Linked DNA regions of Mus musculus: region 1 is linked to region 2. A link is a contact called in public Micro-C data. All regions are on one chromosome and are shown on one strand. Each heading gives the region's core, a stretch centred on a gene start, on an enhancer-like site or on the middle of the called end of the contact. The rest is flanking DNA. Distances are from core to core; before and after follow the strand shown. Region 1 holds the start of Wdr66 (WD repeat domain 66). Region 2 holds the start of Orai1 (ORAI calcium release-activated calcium modulator 1).

Region 1 (2,921 bases), core at 202-2,701, 240 kb before region 2:
GCTGACCTACTGACCCTTTACAAGTTAGGTACACACTTCATGGAAGCTTGGACTGACCTGCCTCCAAACTGGATTAAACCACCCTCCTAGGCATCTCAAAATTACTGAACTTAGCATATGGTTTTCTCTTCTCTTTAATGTGTGTATTTATGTGGTGTGTGTGTGTGTTGTGCAGGTGCTCAAGGAGTCCAGAAGAGGACATTGAATTAATTCCCTGGATCTAAAGTTATAAGGCATTTCATCATGGGTGCTGGGAACCCAAAATTCAGCCCTCAGTAAGAACAGCTAGGGCTCTTAATGGCCTGGCTGTTTCTCCAACCTCGGGACTGTCTCACTTTGGTTTTGTACTCCCACAGCCTGGCACATGCCAAGCACCAAGCGACAGACAATTCAGTGTAAATGGGTGGACAAGCTTCGGGGAGGACTCACCAGGGAGGATGATTCTGAGTAAGTGGGTGGATGAGCTTGGGGAGGACTCACCAGGGAGGAGCTTGACCTGGGTGGCTCATGGCTGATGACAATATTGTCCACCAGGGCTGTTTTGTTTTGCTTCTCTTTCTTTTCCTCCTTGGCTCGTCCAGCTTTTGTCTCAGTTGTCTCAGTATCTTCCTCCTCCTCCTCCTCCTCCCGCTCCACACTCTTCTCTTTCTCTTCCTCTTCTCTTCCCTCCTCCCTTTCCCCCTCATGTTCCGCCTCTTCCTTCTCCTGGCCCTCTTCCTCACCTCCCCTTTCCTTACTTCTCTCGCTCTCCTCACTTTTTTCCTCTTCACCGCTCTTCTCTTCCTCCCATCCCTCTTCCTCTTCCCTTCCTCTCACTTCACTTTCTTCCTCCCCTCTCACTTCCTCTCCCTCTCTCTGCTCCTCCTTCTCCACCCACTCCTCCAGCCCCTCTCCATCCTCCTGAGACTCCTCCCATGACAGTGAGCCCTCAGTTAGGCTCTGCTGCAGAGCATCTTCTTCAAAACTTGGATTATATTCCTCCTTCTCCTCCTCCTCCTCCTCCTCCTCCTCCTTCTCCTCCTCCTTCTCCTCCTCCTCCTTCTCCTCCTCCTCCTCCTCCTTCCCCTCCTCCTCCTCCTCCTTCCCCTTCCCCTCCTCTTCCTCCTCCTCCTCCTTCTCCTTCTCCTCCTCCTTCTCCTCCTCCTCCTTCTCCTCCTCCTTCTCCTCCTCCTTCCCCTTCCCCTCCTCTTCCTCCTCCTCCTCTTCCTCCTTCTTCCCCTTCTCCTCCTCTTCCTCCTTCTTCTCCTCCTCCTTCCCCTCCTCCTTCTCCTCCTCCTTCTCCTCCTCCTTCCCCTTCTCCTCCTCTTCCTCCTCCTCCTTCTCCTTCTCCCCCTCCTCTTCCTCCTCTTCCTCCTCCTTCTTCTCCTCCTTCTCCTCCTCCATCTCTCCACTTTCTCTTGATTCTTCTAGGGGGTTTTCTTCTGTATCTGACATTTCTTCTGTAGTTTCCGCTACAGAAATTTTAACGTAGATTCAGCAGGTCCCTCTATTTCCTGTGCCGGCTTCCTGAGGTGCTAACACGTCGAAATGGGCAGAAGCAGCTCTGGTCCCTTCCTGTGGGAAGAAAAGAATGGCAGCTTCTTGGGAAAGCCCAGCTCAAGTCTCAGAAATCTTTAAAATATTGACTTCCAGGGCCTCCCATCTTTCTAGGACTGATCTTAGAGTCTTCTCACTTTAAATAATTCATATTCCCACAGGCAACAAAATGCATAAGGCAAGCATTTGCAAAACCCTGCTGGGAGGAAGAAGAGAGGGAGATGGGCTGATGACTGAAGTGTAAGCTTGCCAGCTAAAGGTTCCCTCCTCTCCAACTTCCGCTAGCCTCGTTCTGTGACTAGACGCAAGCCATTTTACCCTTTCTTCAAATTTGCTCACAGGCAAAAAAATAAAAATGATAATCCTACATTCTCACATGATTTGCAGACTGGGGCAATACATGTCAAATGCTCAACACAGGTTCACCCAAAGTGTTTGCCAAAAAAAAAAAAAAAAAAAAAGCAGGGTGGGGGATATCAGGTACTATGGGGATAAAAGCAATAGTTTTCTGCAAAGAACCTGAGAGTTTTAAAGACCTCTGGGGCAGGTGAGACCCTAAGTCTAAGGTAGACAGAGCCCCCTCCTCTGGGAAACACATGGCCAGAAGAGAAAACTAACTCCCAAATCAACACATTCAACATGGTATGTGCAAAGAAAGAAAGAAAGAAAGAAAGAAAGAAAGAAAGAAAGAAAGAAAGAAAGAAAGAAAGAAAGAAAGAAAGAAAGAAAGTTAATTCTGGGCTGGAGAGATGGCTCAGTGATTAAGAGCACTCTGGCTGCCCTTTCAGAAGACCCAGGTTTGACTCCCAGCCATGACACGATCGCTCAGAACCATAAGTAACTTGAGTTTCAGGGGATCTGACACCCTCTTCTGTATTCTGCGGGAACTTCATAGGTGGTACACATACATACATGCAGACAAAACAGTCTCACACATAAAATCATTTTTTAAAAAAATTTAATTCCTCTGATACATTCTCTCATTTTGCACCTACATGAAGCAAGAGTTTGGGAGCAGGGGGCTAGGCCCATGTCTGTAATACTGCGATTCAGGAGGTAGAGACAGGAGGATCACTCGAGTTCTTAGGCCAGCACAATCTTTCTAAAAAAAGAAAGAAAGAAAGAAGGAAGGAAGGAAGGAAGGAAAGGAAAAGGAAAAGGAAAAGGAAAAGGAAAAGGAAAAGGAAAAGGAAAAGGAAAAGGAAAAGGAAAAGGAAAAGGAAAAGGAAAAGGAAATGAAAAAGTTTGTGGCCCTGGGAGGCACGACTTACGACAGAGCTAGAATTTAGTTCTTTTGTTTGAAAAAAATGCCACTTTGACATTTTCCACACCCAGGCGGGGGCAATGCCACAGGTGCGCAAGTCTATCCTACCACGAGGTCCAGG
Region 2 (3,023 bases), core at 305-2,804:
GTGCACTGTGGGCTTCTAAAGCATCCGGGCTCACAACTGTGTTGATCCACTTGTTTGCAGGCGACAGGGAGAGACCCAGACAACACTCCCTTCCCAAGAAAACCAAGGGTGCCAACCACTCCCTTCCTCAAGGCCAAAGGCTTAGCTAATTCACGGGGGGGGGGGGGGGGGGGGGGGAGGCGGCCGTGATGGTGAAGGGGGGGGGCGGCAGACCCCACTGATGTAGGTTGATGTCATCGAAAGATAATAACAGCTCCAGGCAAACTCCAAGACAGGCAAGCCTGAAGGTATTCCTAGAGTTAAGGTCTGGTGCCTAACCTGCAGCCTCCAGGGGCGCCTCCTGCAGAGGCTTCGTACCACCTTCTTGGGACTTGAGGGGAGGAAAATATGCCTACCTCTTCATCAAGCAAGAGCCCTTTCAAGGGGAACATGTCCCACCCTCCTCCCCCACACCCAGTGACTCAGAGGCAAGTTTCTAGAGAAGAAAATGAGGGTGGGGAGTGGCACTCAACCCCTAGGCTGAGGCTCTTGGAAAATGCGGTGGGGTGGGGAGTGTAAAAGGGAGTAAGAGTTAGTGGAGTATGGGGAGGTGGAACGTATTGGGAAATCCCCTCCAATATTTGATAAAGTCTTGTTAATACCTTCCGGCCTTAGGTGTGCGAGAAGGCGCGGCCACAATGTAGCTCATCTTCATCTCCTGACACCTGTCCTCAGTGGGCTGGACCTTTTGCATCCTTCTTGTCCCCCTGATTACATGCAGGGCAGACTTCTTACATAGCAACTTCATGAAAGCAACATTCTTTGTAACCCTAACCTCTTTGCCGCGACAAGGTGCCCGTCTAAAAACACCTGCGCGTGGGTATCTCTATCTCTGGTCGTCCACCTCGCCCTCACAGCTCAGCAGCCTCTGGCTCCCCTCCGGCGCCTAGGACAGCTTTCCCCAGCTCTTCCCCTCACCCCAGGCACGCCCAGCCCGCTCCCAACTGTGGGCCCCGTCGGGGCTGCGGGCGGGAGCGGCCGAAGCAGGAAGAGGGGAGGAGGGCAGGGAGGCCCGAGCTCACCATGGCGAAGCCGGAGAGCAGAGCCGAGGTCCGGCTGGAAGCTTTGAGCTTGGCGCGGCTTAAGTAGAGCTTGCGCCAGGACAGCGCCTGCATCGAGTGCTCGTTGAGGCTCATCACCTCGGAGTAACTCTGGCCGATCCAGTCCGGGTAGCTGACGGCGGGTGGCGGCGGCGGCAGCGGTGGGGCCCCCGAGGGCTCCCCGTCCCCGCTGCGGCGGCGGCTCCGGCGGCTGCCGCTAGTGCTGCTGCCGCCGCTCACGGGAAGCTCCGGATTGCTGTGACTCGGGGGCGGGGCAGGCTCCGGATGCATGGAGTACGCTGCGAAGGCGCGGCTGGCGGCGAGCGCCTGAGAAGGCTGCGGCCCCGGGGCCGGGCCGGGCCGCGCCGCACCTCCGCCGGCCTCCCACTCGAGCCGGTCTCCCGCAGCCGGACGCACCGGATCCGAAGGCCGAGGCACTGGCTGCAGAACCGCTCCGCAAGTTCCAAGCGGCCGCGACCGGAGCCTGCGTGCCGACCGGCGTCCGGTCCCAAGCCGGCACCTCCGCGAGCTCCACGATTGGCCGGCGACCCGAGGTTATTTGCATACGCCACACCCACGAACACACCCCGCCCACAAGGCGGTGGGCGGTGTCCGTGCGAGTGACGTACCCCGCACCGCCTCCGACGGCTCCGCCCCCAGCCCCTGGCTCGCCTTCCTGGAAGCGCCCCACGCTGTCAGGCCTCGCTTCTCTTTGCAGCTGCTCCTGTGGCTTTGCTCCCGGAGCTCTTGACTTAGGCCATCCGAGGTCACCTCTGGGCGCCTCCTGAGGCCTATTTCCTCCTTGGAACAAGGTGGCAAAAGGTCTGTTGGAAAAAAGAGCAAGCGGAGGGCTACTAGAGTTCAGTGAGCGGTTATTGAGCGTCTATTGGGTGCCAACACGGTCCCAGGCACCGAGGGCAGGGTGTAGGCTTGTGATTGAGACGGACAAAGTCGATCCCGAAGATGTTATGCGTGCCTGGAGTCCCAGCATAGAGGAGACTGGAAAACAATGAGTTTGAAGGAGGAGTGAGCCCTTGCCTCGAAACACAAGAGGGACAAAATTCCCTGCACCCTTGCAGCCAACACTCTTGTAGAAAAGACACACAAACATCGAGTCAATTATAGTTCAGGAGACTGTAAATGTGTACAGAAAAAAAAAAGATAAAAAAAGGTGGATAGTAACAGGGTTTTTATTTTAATTTTAGAATGCTAGCCCCCGTTTGTATTTATTTATTTTTGAGACTACATAGCTCTGCCTGGTTTGAAACTTGTTATATAGACCAGGCTGGCTTCGAACTCACAAAGAGCCATCTGCCCAAGCCTCTGGACTACTGCCATTAGCATGTGCCTGCCATTAGCCTGTGCCTGCCATTCCCAGACCCCTCCGTAGCGTTTTCTATTCTGCAGGAGGCAGACTAAAAAGGTTCACACCTTGGGAGTCTCATCTGAGCTGAGACCTGGGCCAGCAAGATAGGCGCCAGGACCTAAGGGAAGAGGAAAATAGGGAGGTTCAGGGTGGGGCTCAGGAGATACCGGTAAGGTAGGGAGGGCACTGGGCTAAGGAACTTTAGGACACGTTAAGAGCAGTCTCACCGCTTTAACCCCCAGCCTTCAGAATGTTTCTTGGCACATACTCCACATTGAAGAAATGCTTGTTGACTGAATACATGTGGGAAAAACAAGAACAAATGATAAATTTAGATCCCAGTCAAATAAATCCTAAGCATGTGGTGTGGCACTCCAGGTCTAACAGTGTGAGAGTTAAACTCTTGTACAACCGCTAGAGGGCAGCCCTTCACTCAACCACATGGCACAAAAGAGAGGCCTCCTGTGGAGTTTCTGAGATTCCCCTAGCTGCTGCCTTCCCAGGTTTACAAAGATTGAGAACTTGGGGCTGGCATGGTGGCACAAGCCTTTAATCCCAGCGCTTGGGAGACAGAGGCA

What was found. A called contact is a pair of places that touch in the nucleus more often than the background predicts.
Region 1: a contact with region 2 is called in a Micro-C map of embryonic stem cells, with 2.3 times the contacts expected there. The contact joins the promoter of Wdr66 here to the promoter of Orai1 in region 2. A contact is called at or near these places in 1 of 484 Hi-C or Micro-C datasets (embryonic stem cells) and 1 of 115 datasets of contacts at active chromatin or transcription factors (bone marrow-derived macrophages).

Annotation. Positions count from the first base shown.
Region 1 is chr5:123,252,318-123,255,238 of GRCm38.p6, reverse strand. It overlaps Wdr66 (WD repeat domain 66), which reads right to left and starts at 1,451. Exons shown (of 21, transcript NM_001370840.1): 1 at 481-1,451. The coding sequence starts at 1,434.
Region 2 is chr5:123,013,605-123,016,627 of GRCm38.p6, reverse strand. Orai1 (ORAI calcium release-activated calcium modulator 1) reads right to left here and starts at 1,554. Exons shown (of 2, transcript NM_175423.3): 1 at 1,062-1,554. The coding sequence starts at 1,370. Gm2479 (a long non-coding RNA gene) reads left to right here and starts at 1,601. Exons shown (of 3, transcript XR_387710.4): 1 at 1,601-1,901.